5 separate regions of the Mus musculus genome follow, and all the other regions are linked to region 1. A link is a contact called in public promoter capture Hi-C data. All regions are on one chromosome and are shown on one strand. Each heading gives the region's core, a stretch centred on a gene start, on an enhancer-like site or on the middle of the called end of the contact. The rest is flanking DNA. Distances are from core to core; before and after follow the strand shown.

Region 1 (2,756 bases), core at 83-2,582:
TAGATTGAATTCTTCCCAAACACGGGACATTTTTATGAACCACTTCGCTCATTATGAAGTGGATACTTACTTAATCTCAAATGTACAAAGGAGACACAGAGAAGCAAGCAGGTTCCAAAGGCAGGTCTGAATTCAAGGATGCTGTAAACACTCTCCCCACTCCCCAACAGTTCTCAGTAGGAGTTCAACTCTTTAAATCCCCTCTAACAGCTGATGTTAACACTAGACACTAATTCACATCTTATGCCTCATTAGCCGGAGGATAAATAAGCCCTCTGAATTCAGGTCCGACTGCATCTGGTTAACTTTTGCATCCCCAGCTCCTTGGGAACATGTAATTAACATTAACAAATACCTGTTGGATATTTAAATGAGTGAACACTGCGTCCACGCAGAGATAGCAGCTTAGAATTTCCCTGGGCAGCATCACTAGGCTTACCAGATTGGGATCTATATAGCATGCATCTCAACCTCACCCTTTTGGCAGTGTGAAACTTTATATATTCTTTTGTGACTTCGTCAGGCTGCCACGATTCCTTAAATGCTGCCCACACCCGTCCTTTTCATAACAGGGATTTGTCTTTTGAGAAAATCTTTTAGAGAAGATTTCTAAAACCCTAATATCAATTTTTCACTTCACTGCGGTTCAATTGTCTTCACGCCTCTCCCCTTTAAAAAAAGGTGGTGGTGGGGGGAGCAAATTGGAAATCAATGAGGGGAAAACTTTTTTTTAAAAAGTGAATTTCGAATGCAGAGTAGGAAAACATTCCAGCACATTTGGAATTGGGTCTTCCCGTGCTGCCAAGGTAGCACTGTCCCAGGTGGCACCTTTGAGAGAAAAAAATCCCGAGGGCCATCAAAGCGGAGGAAACAGGTGCTGCTCTAAGCAGGGGTTTGGTGGCATCCAGGGTTCTGGCTCCATCTTTTGACAAAGAGCCCAGAAGCTAAGGCTATCTGGCCAGTAGTCCATCACCTTCGAGGGGGAGGATTTAAAAAAAAAAAACAAAAAAAAAAAAACAAAGGCTAGAGGGGTGGCGGAGCACAGGGAAAGGGAGAGGAAACGTGACAAACGGAAGCAAACTCTCCTCTCCGGGGAGCGAGGTTGGGCTGCGTCCCCTTCCAAGGACCTGAGACGGACTGTCATTTTGTGTTTTCCCCTCCAAGCGGACTACCACCGGGTCTCGTGAGAGCCTCGGCGCCGCCGCCGTGGGGAAGGCCTCCCTCCGAGGGCTCGGGCTGAAGCAACCGCCTCCGGTCAGCTCGCGGACGCCCCGTGGGGGCCACGCCTGCGGTCCCCCACCCCCGGGCCAGGCCTCCTACCCACAAGGCCCCGCGCCACTCGCGCAGGCGCAGAGGCGGCGAGCGTCTCAGGAAGAGGAAAATGGCATAAACAAGTCGGGAGGACCCGGAGCGCGAGCCGACGAGCGAGCGGAGGGCAAGAGTTTAAAAACAAACCGGCGGCTCCCTCCCGCCGTGCCTTTGCCCCACAGCTTCCGGTCGCCGCCGCCTCAGGGTCGTTTCTCCCCGCAGCCCCGGCCGCGCGCCCACCGCGGCGTCCCGCGCGGCCCCTTTAAGGACAGCGGAGAGGGAGAGGGAGAATCCCTGCTCGCCGCCCGCCCGCCCTTCCCCCTCCCCGGGCGGCTCCGGCTCCCTCAGCGGGGCCCAACCCGCCCGCCCGGCTTCCATCCGGCTCCGGCGGCGGCTCCTTCCCGCCCTCGTCTATGGTGGCGGCGGGGGACGCGGCTGCGGCGTGGCCATGAACAGTGGCGGCGGCGGTGGCCTCCCGCCGCCCTCGGCCGCTGCCTCGCCGTCGTCGTCCTCGCTGGCGGCGGCCGTGGCGGTGGCGGTGGCGGCCTCGTCGGGCGTCGGGGGCGTCCCCGGCGGGCCGGCGGCGGCGGCGGGCGTGAAGCTCAAGTACTGCCGCTACTACGCCAAGGACAAGACGTGCTTCTACGGCGAGGAGTGTCAGTTCCTGCACGAGGACCCAGCCGCCGGCGCGGCCCCGGGGCTTGGCCTCCATAGCAACAGCGTCCCGCTGGCGCTAGCGGCCGCGGCCGGGGCCGCCTTTCCTCCGGGAGCGCTCCCGGGCGGGGGAGCGGGGCCGCCCGCGGGGCCCAAGAAGCCGGAGCTGGGCGTCCCGGGGGCGGCGACCGCGGGCGGCGGACTCGATGGCCCGCGGGTGGCGAGTAAGTGAGGCCCGGGCGGGGTGGTGCGGTGCGGGGTTGGTGCGGTCCGGGCGCGGGGAGGAGGCCTGAGCCTGCCCGCTTCCCCTCACCTCCGGGCCGCAGGAGAGGCCTAGGCCCTGCGCAGCCCTCCTTCCTTCTTCCTGTTTCCTCTCTGGGCTCCGCCGCTCGGGGCAAACCCCGGAGCTAGGGGAGGCGGGTTCCCGGGAGCGTGGGTGGACGGACGGTCGTGGTGTAATTGGGGTGGGGTGGGGGGCGCTGGGAGTGGGGTGCGGGGAGCAGGGGGGATGGGCTGCGGAGTGGAAGCAAGGGGGTGTCGCTTCCGGGTTTGTGTGTGTGTGTGTGTGTGTGTGTGTGCGCGCGCGCGCGCGTGTGCGTGGAAAGGGGCTGGGTCTGCGAGCACATGTGTCGGTGCGTGCTCGCGTGGAGCGCGGGCTGCCGAAAGTTGCCGGCTGGGAACTCCTTCTAAAGGATGTCCGGGGCCAGGGGTGGGGGTGCGGGGAGGAGAGGTGTATGAAGATCAGCTTTATTCATTTATTTATTTTTAAGTAAGCACAGGTTTAATAGAGAGCT
Region 2 (2,756 bases), core at 134-2,633, 2.3 Mb before region 1:
GGATTTTTTAAAATAGTTTTTAATCACTGTTTTCTCATGTTAGCCCAAGCAAGGAAACAAGCTTTGTTTATCTGCCTGCAAAGCTTCCCAGAAATCAAGACTAAGTCCATTAGCCATGATTTCATATTCAAGACTGCCGAACTGTAATTCTCAACCTTGGAGTCAGGAGCTGAAAAAAGTTCCTTTGCCTTTTAAAGATGAGACTGTGAAACAAAGACAGTGCTCCTCTAGACGCAGGATAAATCAGCAGAGAACTAGATTTAGACACACTTGGCCCTGTAGAGCCTAATATCTGAATATTGACAGGAAGCAATTTAAGCTTGAAAATCTCCAGGCAGATGTTCCTGTGGGCTCACTGCATTAACTGGCTTAACACGTGAGCTGCCAACATTTACTGAACATCTGTTCTGTGCTGGGAGCTAGCCAGGCCCTTAGAGCGATTTATTCTGCCACCGTAACTCCTGTCCGCCTGTCTCCTACTCATCCAACTAAGCCTTATTAATACCCCTGTAGTTCAGATGAAGAAAACGAACTGGAAAAGTTTTGTTTGAGGCCACAGACTTAAGATGTGATATATCTGGTATTCAAACCCCTGATTCTAAGGGGTGAAACCAATGTACGATGGGAAACACTTGTTTTCTTGGTCTCTACACACAGTAATAGCTGAACATTTAGGGGCTGCGGGGCACTGGGCTGAGTACGTGGGCTACCTAGTTTATGCCTCTCTCATAACAGGAGGAAAATATAATCAATGTCCCCCACCCCAACCCCCTTTTTGGAAACGACAAAACCGGGACACAAAGAAGTTAGGCGACTGGCTCAGAAGCACATCCTTAGTGGCTACGGTGCAAGGAGAGAATCAGAGCCAGGTCCCACATCATCAAGTCAAGGTCTTATTATGAGGCAGGCGTGGCTCCTCAAAAGCTCCACAAAAGCCACATTTTATGCTCGAGGCAGCCAGGCACCGCACCAGCGCGGGACGCGGTGACTCAGTCTCCGGCCAGCCAAATGGGAGGACAAACTTCAGATGCTCCGGAGGCTTGGCCGAGACTCCTGGGTCCTGCTCTCCTCAAGGACAAGGACCCAGCACCCGTGAGTCTCCTCAAAAATCCCCGACGGAGAGGCCCTCAACCACTGTGGTCCTCGGCTTCCCAGGCAGGACAATTGAGCGTCGAGGCCCACGCATGGCTGGGAGGCGACGGGGATGGCCTCCTTCAGCGCGGATCTCTTAGAGGCCCCAGACCCGCGGGCTGAGGGGTCCGCGGCAGCCCGCCTACGGCCGCCACTAGAGAAGCCACGCGAACCACGCGCGCCCACCCCCTCACCTCCTTTAGGCATCTCGGCTCCGGCGGCTGCAGCGGCGGCGGCGGCGCCTCGAACTGACACCGGAACCGGAAACTCCTTGGAATCGACTTCTTCCGCCCGGCTTGGTTCCCTCTCCGCGCGCCACTGACGCCGCCACCGCCGCCACGGCTGCGAGGATCTGGGACCTCACACCGAGGCCGGGCTGTCTTGGGAGGTGCCTGAATTCCTGACCAGAATATGTACTGCCAGGAATCCGCGTTCCCCGGTGTCCCTGTCCGAGGAGACACGTAGCCGTGTGGGCCACCCCTACAGGAAGTGAGAGGAAAAGGGCCGTACGGTTTACGGAATTCTACAAAGGCAGCGCCAGGGACACCTAAGATGACGCAATCTCCGCGCGAGGTGGGCGGGGCCCCGCGAGGGCCTTATTCTGAAGAGTTTGTCGCCGGAGCGGAAGCCGTCAATAAAGAAGCAGCGGCCTTAGGTGCTTGAGTTTCCGGTGAGTGTTTCTCTGCTCGGTTCTCGAGTACCGTATCTTTGGCAATGGTTACGGGCAGGAGAGCTGTGTGAGCTGCTTATGCGGCAGAGGCTGGAGTCTCCGATGACTTGCACAGGGGATGGTAAACTTGGGGCTCGCTCTTTCTCTCTCTGCGTGTGTGTTTTTTTCCCACGTCGTTTTCTCTTCCGGGACCGTTTTCTGTCTAAACACCGCTTTTTTTCTCAGATGCTGCTCTTGAGTTTTCTGCCACTGTCCCTTCCGTAACTTCGCTCTTGTTCACCCCTTTTCCCGCTCTTCTACGTCTGTAAACAGCCCAACACAACACCTCTTTCCTCCTGATCCGATCGCCTCTTCGTTTTACCTCTCCCCGGCCCCGAGAGCCTCTCGGGTTGAGTCCTCCTAGGTCAGGAGAAAGTGATTCTCTAATCAGGCTGTGCGCCCTGGGAAGGGCTCAGAGTCAATCTATCTTTTAACGTAAGCGCTGGAAAAACCAGAGCAAAGACCACTGATGGGGAAGTCAGGAGCCTCTAATCTGTTAGACTCACTGGTTGTCAGCAATGTGACCCTGAGTCCACGTCTTAAGAGTTTTATTCTTAATTTATTAAATTGTTAAGAAGGGGTGTGGGAATAGGGGATTGTAAAGTGTCAGTCACCATACAGTGGATGGGACTAAAGACAGTTTTGAGCAGATGAGTCTGTTATGCTGATAGGTTACTCTTTGCCAGCTAGAAAGCTTTATGCAATCGGAAGAAGAAGAAAACAGCGTTTCTATTTAGATTTTGACTGGCCTGCTTTGTTGTTCTAAAAAGAGAGATTTTTGGCGGCTATTTAACGTGTGTAATCTACTGCTTTTATTCTACAGATGAGACAGAAGACTGCAGAAGAAAAGTGATCTCCCCCAGAGTCACAGAATAGTTGGTAAATCTGGACAAGAACACAGCTTTGTAACTGTGAA
Region 3 (2,756 bases), core at 100-2,599, 2.2 Mb after region 1:
TGGCAGTCATAAGCCAACAAATGTGGATGTAGGAATGGAACTCAGGCCCTCCAGGAGAGTAGTACATGGTCTTAATCACTGAGTCACCTCTCCATCCTTCCAGGATAATTTCAATGAAAAGTCTGATCCACTAAGCCCTCAAAGTTGTTTGCTACCAAAGTAGGGTCCTCAGTTGTGTTACTTGGCTACTAGATTTTTCTCTCTATTTACATCTTGTTTATAGGTACGGTGTCTAACAAAGGGAAGGAATATTTCCTAGGAGAATGCTAGAAAACTTTAGCAATGGGAAACTGTCTATCAGCTTTAGAACTTCCCAAGAAAGCCCAAGGAGTTAAAGCAGCCAACCAAGAATTTGGAAAAACTGTAGCGCTGGTCTTCATCAGTCAAGAGACTGGCACCAGTCAACAAGAAACACACAGAAACTAAGAAATATGACTGCCAAAGTCTTTATGAGCAGGCTTGCCCTAGAGTTTTACTACCTGTGGTTGGGGGAGATGTTCGGTGAGTCATTTGTCCTGTGACCACAGTGGCTGAAAGGCAACTCTAGCTGCCCTCTAGCCTCGCATCATCTAAACACAAGCCAGGGTTGCTCAGTCAGTCTTTTTTACATCCTTGGAGATGCAGGAGAAACTGTGTTTCTGGGAAGGGTCCCTCTAATTCTTCCCTGTAATTGTTTCCCTCTTTGGTTCACTACAATGTAACTGTAAGGTCCTCAGGTGGAACTCTTCCAGGGTGGGAGGGAGACCCTTCAGGATTCTGTGCTGGAAGGAACTCTGCTTATGTGACTTTTCCACCTCACTCTTCTCTGTGTTCTTAATTGATTCATTTTCATCAAGTATCTTGAATACCCTCTCTCTTCCATCACAGTGAACACTCAAAATAACATTAATAAAAATTTAGCTTTACACCAACATCTATTAAGAGCAAAACTCCGGGCCAAAGCTATTAATCAAATTCCATTTAAGAAGAGGATATTAAGTAAATTAGTTGAGCTGATTAAAAACACCTTCATCAAAGTAGAACATCGGTGCCAACAATATTAAGAGTTGAATTATCGATTTTGCTTTTTATAAAAACTGAAGATAGTCCATTAGCAGGGAAGAAAAAAACGATCCTTCTTCCTTCACTTTGAGGACAGTAAGGGTGATCTACTGCTAGGGATGGGGAAAGAAGTTCTGGGAAGCGAAGGGCATGACGGCAGAGTTTGTCAGAGGGTCAGAAAAGAAGCTCTGAGGTCAGATGCCCAGAGGAGGGCGCGGTCCAGCTGGGCAGCAGGACCACCTACAACCGCGCCGGTTGCGAGCGTACACCGGGGCGCTCCCGATCCCGGCCGCCAGAGGGCGCAGCCCGAGCCGGCGCGGCGCCGGGAAGGAGGAGGGGAGCGCGAGAAGGGTCAGGCGCGCAGGGCGTCCGCGCAGCTCGGCTCCGGGAAGGGCGCGGAGCCTCTGCCTCCGGGATGCGGCCTCCCGCGCTGCTGGCGCTGTTCAGCTGCTCCGCGGGTAAGTAGCGAGCGGCCCGGGCGGGCGCGGGGAGGGAGTCCCGGGGCTGCTGGCCACCCCCGCGCGGTTCCGGCTGCCGCCCGCCCCGTCCCGCCCCGTCCCGGCCGCAGCGCCCTCTAGTGGCGCCACCCTCGGCCCGCGCCCTCTCCATCTCCGCCTCCTTCCGCCGGGGCACGCGGGCTGGTGGGGAGGGCGCGGCCGGGTCGGGAGCCAGAGCCGCGCAACTGCTAGAAACTTTACAAGAGGCCGCGCCTTTCCCGCCCCTGCGCGCCGCCCGTGCGCCCTGCGGTGCACACCTCGCGCCCCACTATGAGCACCCCGCCCTGTGCGCCCCCAGCGCCCCGCCGAATGCTTGCCGCGCTCCGCGGTGTGCACTCCGCACTCCACCGTAGCTATCCTACGCCCCACGGCATTCATGCCACGGCCCGCCGTGTGCACTCTGCGCCCCACTGTGTACACTCCGTGCGCCCCACCGTGTGCACCCTCTGCTTGTGCTTACTCCGTGCCCGGCCGTACACCCCCTGCTCTCTACCGTGTGCCCCTGTGTCCCACAGCTGTGCACTCATGGGTCCCATAGTTGTGCATCCCATACCCCTAGATGTGCATCCCCGCGCCCCACCTTGTGCACACCCCTCGATCCTCCATGTGCATTCCCAGTGCCTGGAGGTGCATATCCCAAGTTTCACCCCTCCCGACCTTGAATACCGTATCCCACCTCACCGTGCATACCCCGCATCCCACTGTGTGCACCCCGCTCTCTACCTTGTGCATCCCCCGTGTTCCGCCCTGTGCACCCTGTACCTCCTGTTGTGGACAACCTGCACTCGGCCATGGGCACCCCTTTTCCCACTCCTCCGTATGTACCCTGGATCTCCTGCTGTGCATGACCGGTGTCCCACTATCTACACCCCACCCCCACCCCCGCCCATCGCCCCAGTCAAGCACACACCGTTTTGCCTTAAATACTCCATGCATCCCATCGTGTGTTCCTTGAGACCCTACCCAGCTTTACAGAACCCTGATACAGCCATTAGCACGCCCCAAGGCGCGCCCCCCTCCCCGTATCCCTTGCGTCACCCCCACCCTGTACCCTCAGCTCCTGCAATTTCCCAGAGACCTCCTCTCTTTGTGTACCACTCCCTAGGAACCTACAAACTTGGCCTGCCTTCCTCCTAATGCAGTTGGGCAAGGAGGGGAGGGAGGACCGGGGTGCCCCGCGGAACCTTGAGGCCTCCGGGAAAATCAGAGAACTGGTCC
Region 4 (2,756 bases), core at 143-2,642, 2.2 Mb before region 1:
AATCCTGTAGGGGTTGGGATCCAAAACTTCTATTTTTTCAACTTTTTTTTTGGAGAGGAAGGCCCAGGCTGACAATTGTGCTTCTTCAGCCTCTTGAGCAGTGTCATTAATGCTCTTCCCGTTGTCTCTTCTGAAAGCTGTGTTCACTAACCATCTCCTACCATTTTACAGATAAAATAGCTGCTAATGCCCCAGGTGGCAGTGACCTACACCTTTAAGCCCAGTACTGGGGAGACAGAAGCAGGTGGATCCACAGATGAGTTCCATTACAGCTGGAGCTACACAAAGAAATCCTATCTTGCAAAACCAAGTACCAAACCAAATCAAAAAGGCTCAGCTCCTTCACACCCCGTTTTTAGACACCCCCCCCTTCACCTTCCCAGGCTGAGATAAAGAACACTGTAACAAGCTAAGTACAGTAGCATAGGCCTGTAATCCTAGCACTCAGAGATAGACGCTAATACATCACGACTGTGGCAGCAAGTTCATGACCAATCTGGGCTACATGGTGAAACCCTGTCTCAAAAGGAGGAGGTAGACAACTGTGAAATGGCTAGCCTGGCTACTGGAGTTCCTCGGAGTTGTCCTCGAACCTGGACACAAGCTCCAGCATTCCCATGACCATACCTAGACACGTGTGGGACACATAATAACAAAAACAACAATAATGTGTAATCCCAACAGTGCGCAATGAATGTGTGTGGAGATTGACTCGTACGTGTTAAGGGAACATCTGCTTGTCTGTCACAAGGACATTTCTGAAAGGTAATCTCATTTATCATGAGACCCGCCAACCTAGGTCTGAATCCCAGCGAGGCTCTCTCAGGACTGGTGACCTTGAACAGGTCACTTCACCCCAGTAGGCGTATTCAGTCGACACGTATGTAACATAATGTGGTGTCGGGAACCATTCTAGGCATTCGCTGGTCCTGGACCGTAATCTGAAAGCCTCATCTCCAGGGAGGTCCAAGCGCTGCCCAGCGTAAAGGTTCAAGTGACCCTGCCTGTGTCAAGTCGCGCAGGAAGAAAAAGCAGCAGCTTAGTCCTCCGCGGAAGGACAGACAAATGGTTCCGGGCAACGCATGTGCAGGCCCCCAGAAGCCTCTCCGTGCTGACTGGGTCTTCCACCGCCAGGCCAGGCGATGCACAGCAGAAATCCGCTGCAGAGTGGAGGGAGGAGGGCGGGAGCACAGGACCTTATAGTAAGTGTCCAGCGCGCTTCCGGGGAGGCTTCAGTGAAGCCCCGGGTGAAGAGCAAGAGTTCCCGCGGTTCCTTCTCACCCCACTGTGGCCCTGGAGCCTGTGCCCAAATCGGGCTTCCAACCCCAAGGCCAGGAAAGGGCCGAGTACTCACCGAGTGACGCCATCTTGAAGTCCTGGTGTCCGCAGAACTCCAGCCGCGCGCAAAGGCTGCTGGGAAGGGCGCACGCACCCCTGCCGGAGCGGGAAGCAGAGGCTCATGGGAAGTAGATCACCACTTAGGTAGAGCATTTTGAGACCTATCCCAGGCGGAAGCAAAGGACAAAAGAGAAAAGGGACCTTTTGACTTTTTGCCTTCTACTTTTGGATCTCTCATGAGGAATGAGAGGCTTAGGGGTGTGGCTCAGTCCCGGAGTGCTTAAGGCTCTGGTTCCATTCCCAATGCTGAAAAGAAAGAAAAGCAGAGAAGCCTTGAATAGGAACATTTGTTTTAACCCTCCCCAGTCCCTTTTACTTGCTATTCACTGCTCTGACCCCCAAATCCCTCTGAAGTTCCACTCCACATGCTTAAGTGGTTTCCATGATGATTGCAAACACGCCTCCACAGCTGACACCTGCTTAAATGGGTATTTTCTAAAGCTCGTAAAGGTAGTTTTTTTGACCCAAAATCAGAAGTATTAGATTTAAGCCATGTTAGCGCCAAAGTCAGACTACTATATAGCTACAGGCATTATCTTGCCATTAATTCCCAAATTTGGGCCTGAAATACAGCAAGACTGTATGCAATAACAGAGTTAGTCTAGCCTGGAAATCAGTATATGTTTTGGGTTGGCCTGAAACTTTTAGCAGTGACAACTCATGTATGGGAATTATATGTGTGCACTGCCTGTATAAACTGACATAACCACTCCATGGTATAATTAAGGTGAAGGTTTTTAAAATTATTTTTATGTACATGGGTGTTTTGCCTACATATATGTCTGTGTACCACATGCATGCAGGGCCCACTGAAGTCAAAAGAGGTCATTGGATCCCCTGGAGCTGAAGTTAGAAAGACAGTAGTGAATTCCTATGTGATTTGTGGTAATGAAACCTGGGTCCTCTGAAAGAGCAGATAGTGCTCTTAACAGATGAGCCATCTCTCCAGCCCCCATAAGGAAAGGGGATTTTTTTTTAAAGATTTATTTATTTATTATACGTAAGTACACTGTAGCTGTCTTCAGATGCGCCAGAAGAGGGCGTCAGATCTCATTACATGTGGTTGTGAGCCACCATGTGGTTGCTGGGATTTGAACTCAGGACTTTTGGAAGAGTAGTCGGTGCTCTTAACCACTGAGTCATCTCTCCAGCCCCCAGGAGAGGGGATGTTTATTGTAAATATGAGTGAGAGGGAACAGCCAGAGGCATCTGGAAGAGCAGAGAGAAGTAGACTTAACATGGGCATCTGACTGGACATGGTCAGAGCAATCTAAGAGTGAGAGCATGGGGTAGGGTGGGAGTGAGAATAGCAGGCTTATAAGAATGATTCGCTGGAGGGGTGGGGGGAGTCCAGGAGC
Region 5 (2,756 bases), core at 85-2,584, 2.2 Mb before region 1:
TCTGGGAACTCACAGAGATCCACCTGTCAGGTATAGACCACCACATAGGCTACCACACCTGTTGTGGGCAGTTTTTTTTTCCCTTAAGATTTATTTTTATTTTGTGTGTGTATGTGTGTGCATATGTGTGCACTGTGCCAAATGTGTGACAGGAGCCCAAGAGAGACCATCCAACCCTCTGGATTTGGAGTTACACTGGTTGTGAGCCACCGTGGGAACTAGGAACTGAGCTCCGGTCCTTTGCAAGAACAGTTAGGGCTTTTACTTGGTAAGCCATTTCTCCAAGCCAAATAATTTTTTATATGTGTATCCTTTGCCTGCATGCATATATGTTCACCTGGGGTGGTCAGCGTCTCCCATGGTCAGAGGGCATTAGATCCACCTCTAGAACCTAGTGACAGGGTTGTTAGCCACAGTTTGAGTTCTGGGAACTTAGCGAACCTTTGTACTCTGGAAGTGCAACAGTGCTCTTCAACACTGAGCCACGTCTTCAGCCCTTGGGCAGTATTTTAAAATATTTGATTTATGTAGCAGTTGTTCCTAATACTAGATAATTATAAGATTGTAAATTACAAGATTCTGAGCTTCACTAATTTCCAGGGGAACAAAATTATGGGAGTCTTGGCTTTGCATCTACTATTGCAAAAATAGTTGAGATAATCAAGCTTGAGGAGAGATTTTTGTGTCACAGTTTCAAACAGTTCTCAGTTAAACTTGCTCCCTTTGTGTCTACAGTGAAGCTGCACACAGCGAAGAACTCCTGTTGGAAGAAGTTGCTCACCTCATGGTAGGCAAAGAATCAAACATGAAGGAAAGGGTGGGACTCAAAGTAGGGCCTGACAGGAAAATCTTGGTGACCTTGGGCGAATCCTCTTGGGGAAAACGTTTGTCCCTTCCAGGCAGGGCAACACCTAGTATGTCCCTTTCTGTGGGCAATTTGGGGTCAGGCACTTCCTAGGAGAAATAAAGCCGGACCAAACCAGTATTAGACACGAGGGTGGTATTTCATCTTCTGCTTAGGAATCCTCCTGCACGCTCTTGCGGCCCGGGAGGAGTCGGGAGTTCTTTCCCAACCTCTGTCGCCCTCCTGGTGTAAGATGCGCCCTAATCAGCAGGGAGGGCTGTGCGACCTCGAGAAAGCGAAGCACAACAGCAACTAAGGCCTTATCTAGCGATGCTGCGGACCCCACCCACGAGACCGCATCCCGTGTCCGTCAGCTGACAGCTCGACCCGGGACACCCTCACCCCTGCTCTTCATCCGGGAACCTCACCCGGGACCGCCCTCCCGTGGACTTCCGTCGCCGGAAGTGACGTAAGGCGTCAGCCTTCTGGCAGTCGAGAGAGTGGCCCCGGACAGGCTGGTGCAGCTGAGCGAGGAGCGCCTCCGTGACGGGACAGTCTCCAGGCCCGCCTCTCCACCTGGGTGAGTCCCGGGGAACCGTTGTCGCGTCGCCGTGGGAGCGACCGCTTGTTTGGCCCGCGGGGCGGACGCGCAGGAGGCGCCGCGTGCGGGCTGACGGCTGTTCCCGGAGCTGGGGCGCGCGGAAGGCCGGGCTCGCGGCCCTGTTTTCCCCTCTTCCCGGGTTCGTCGCGGAGCCCGGGGAGCCGGGGTGGCCCCGTGGTGCGAACCCAGTGGCCGGGCCCGGGTGGCAGCTCGGTCTTGTGGCCCGCTTCGCCCTCTGGGGACCGAACCTTTGCCCAAGAGAGAGGTAGGCGGAGGGTGGCTCTGGGCGAGGCCTGCGGACGGGCCGGGAGCCTGGCGGAGGGCGGTGGACGGTGGACGGTGGACGGAACCCGGGCTCGTCCTTGGATCTGAAGGACACCAGGCTCCTCGCAGCCCTCCCTCGTGCTGCGCGCAGGTGGCTCGACCAGCCTGCCCTAAGGGTCTGTCTCCTAAGTGAGTTGTATCATTATTCATCGGGGCCCATTGAGTAATGCAGAACGGCCTTACCGCTTACCACATGATTCCTAAGGGGCCTGCTTTTGAGAAAAACAATGAGTAATCTTATCTGGCGTGTTTCACTGGGTCTCAGCTTGAGCCTCTAAATTACTTAGGACGCTCCATGGAAAGGTTTACGCAGTTGTACTGTGTTGAAAAAAATTCTTTTAATGGTAGCTATTTTGTTGTTGTTGTTGTTGTTGTTGTTTTGGTTTGGGTTTTTAAAAGACAGCTTTGAGGCTAACCTTGAACTTCTGAACCTCCTGTCTAAATCTTCCGAGAGCTGGGATTACACGCCCAGCGATACACACACACACACACACACACACACACATATATTTTAAACCACAGATTTGGGATTGTTCAGTAGAGTCTGAGTAATATCGAATTCTTACACCTTCCTGTTTGGGTTTTAAGTTTTGAAACCGAATGGTACTCATGTTTGTTTTTTTGTGAAGGGGGAGGTTGTTATGGATTGAAGGTAGGGCCTTGTGCATACTAGGAAGTACTCTACCCTTAAATTACAGGCATCTCCTGCTTCTGTGTTTTTCTTTTTGTTTATTTTGGTAACTTTTTAGGTTTTAAACCCTTCTTGGGCCCTAATTACCATGCACTTTACTTAATTACATTTAGAGAAACTTAAGTCTGTGGACTGTGACAACTAAAATCTAGTGGGGCTGGGTTTCTAGACAGGGTTTCTTTCTGAGGCACTGGCTGTCTTGGAATGTAGATCAGGTTAGCTCCAAACTCGTGTCTACCTGCTTCTGCCTCACCAGTGCTGGAATTAAAGGCTTGTACTACCACCTTCAGGCTGGT

The links. Promoter capture Hi-C pulls out the DNA fragments that hold promoters and counts their contacts.
Region 2: a contact with region 1 is called in a promoter capture Hi-C map of liver, with 5 times the contacts expected there. The contact joins the promoter of Pdap1 here to the promoter of Pan3 in region 1. A contact is called at or near these places in 4 of 39 promoter capture datasets (cranial neural crest, liver, pre-B cells and 1 more) and 1 of 115 datasets of contacts at active chromatin or transcription factors (astrocytes).
Region 3: a contact with region 1 is called in a promoter capture Hi-C map of erythroid cells, with 6 times the contacts expected there. The contact joins the promoter of B3glct here to the promoter of Pan3 in region 1. A contact is called at or near these places in 2 of 39 promoter capture datasets (erythroid cells and pre-B cells).
Region 4: a promoter capture Hi-C map of liver shows a contact between it and region 1, with 6 times the contacts expected there. The contact joins the promoter of Atp5j2 here to the promoter of Pan3 in region 1. A contact is called at or near these places in 3 of 39 promoter capture datasets (cranial neural crest, erythroid cells and liver).
Region 5: a contact with region 1 is called in a promoter capture Hi-C map of cranial neural crest. The contact joins the promoter of Zfp655 here to the promoter of Pan3 in region 1.

What each region holds. Positions count from the first base shown.
Region 1 is chr5:147,428,824-147,431,579 of GRCm38.p6, forward strand. It overlaps Pan3 (PAN3 poly(A) specific ribonuclease subunit), which reads left to right and starts at 1,333. Exons shown (of 19, transcript NM_028291.5): 1 at 1,333-2,186. The coding sequence starts at 1,757.
Region 2 is chr5:145,138,642-145,141,397 of GRCm38.p6, forward strand. It overlaps Pdap1 (PDGFA associated protein 1), which reads right to left and starts at 1,384. Exons shown (of 6, transcript NM_001033313.4): 1 at 1,326-1,384. The coding sequence starts at 1,338. Bud31 (BUD31 homolog) reads left to right here and starts at 1,735. Exons shown (of 6, transcript NM_001310771.1): 1 at 1,735-1,801; 2 at 2,664-2,756.
Region 3 is chr5:149,676,881-149,679,636 of GRCm38.p6, forward strand. It overlaps B3glct (beta-3-glucosyltransferase), which reads left to right and starts at 1,350. Exons shown (of 15, transcript NM_001081204.2): 1 at 1,350-1,499. The coding sequence starts at 1,457.
Region 4 is chr5:145,190,149-145,192,904 of GRCm38.p6, forward strand. It overlaps Atp5j2 (ATP synthase, H+ transporting, mitochondrial F0 complex, subunit F2), which reads right to left and starts at 1,393. Exons shown (of 4, transcript NM_020582.3): 1 at 1,355-1,393. The coding sequence starts at 1,367.
Region 5 is chr5:145,230,408-145,233,163 of GRCm38.p6, forward strand. It overlaps Zfp655 (zinc finger protein 655), which reads left to right and starts at 1,335. Exons shown (of 4, transcript NM_028298.4): 1 at 1,335-1,424. It also overlaps Gm6287.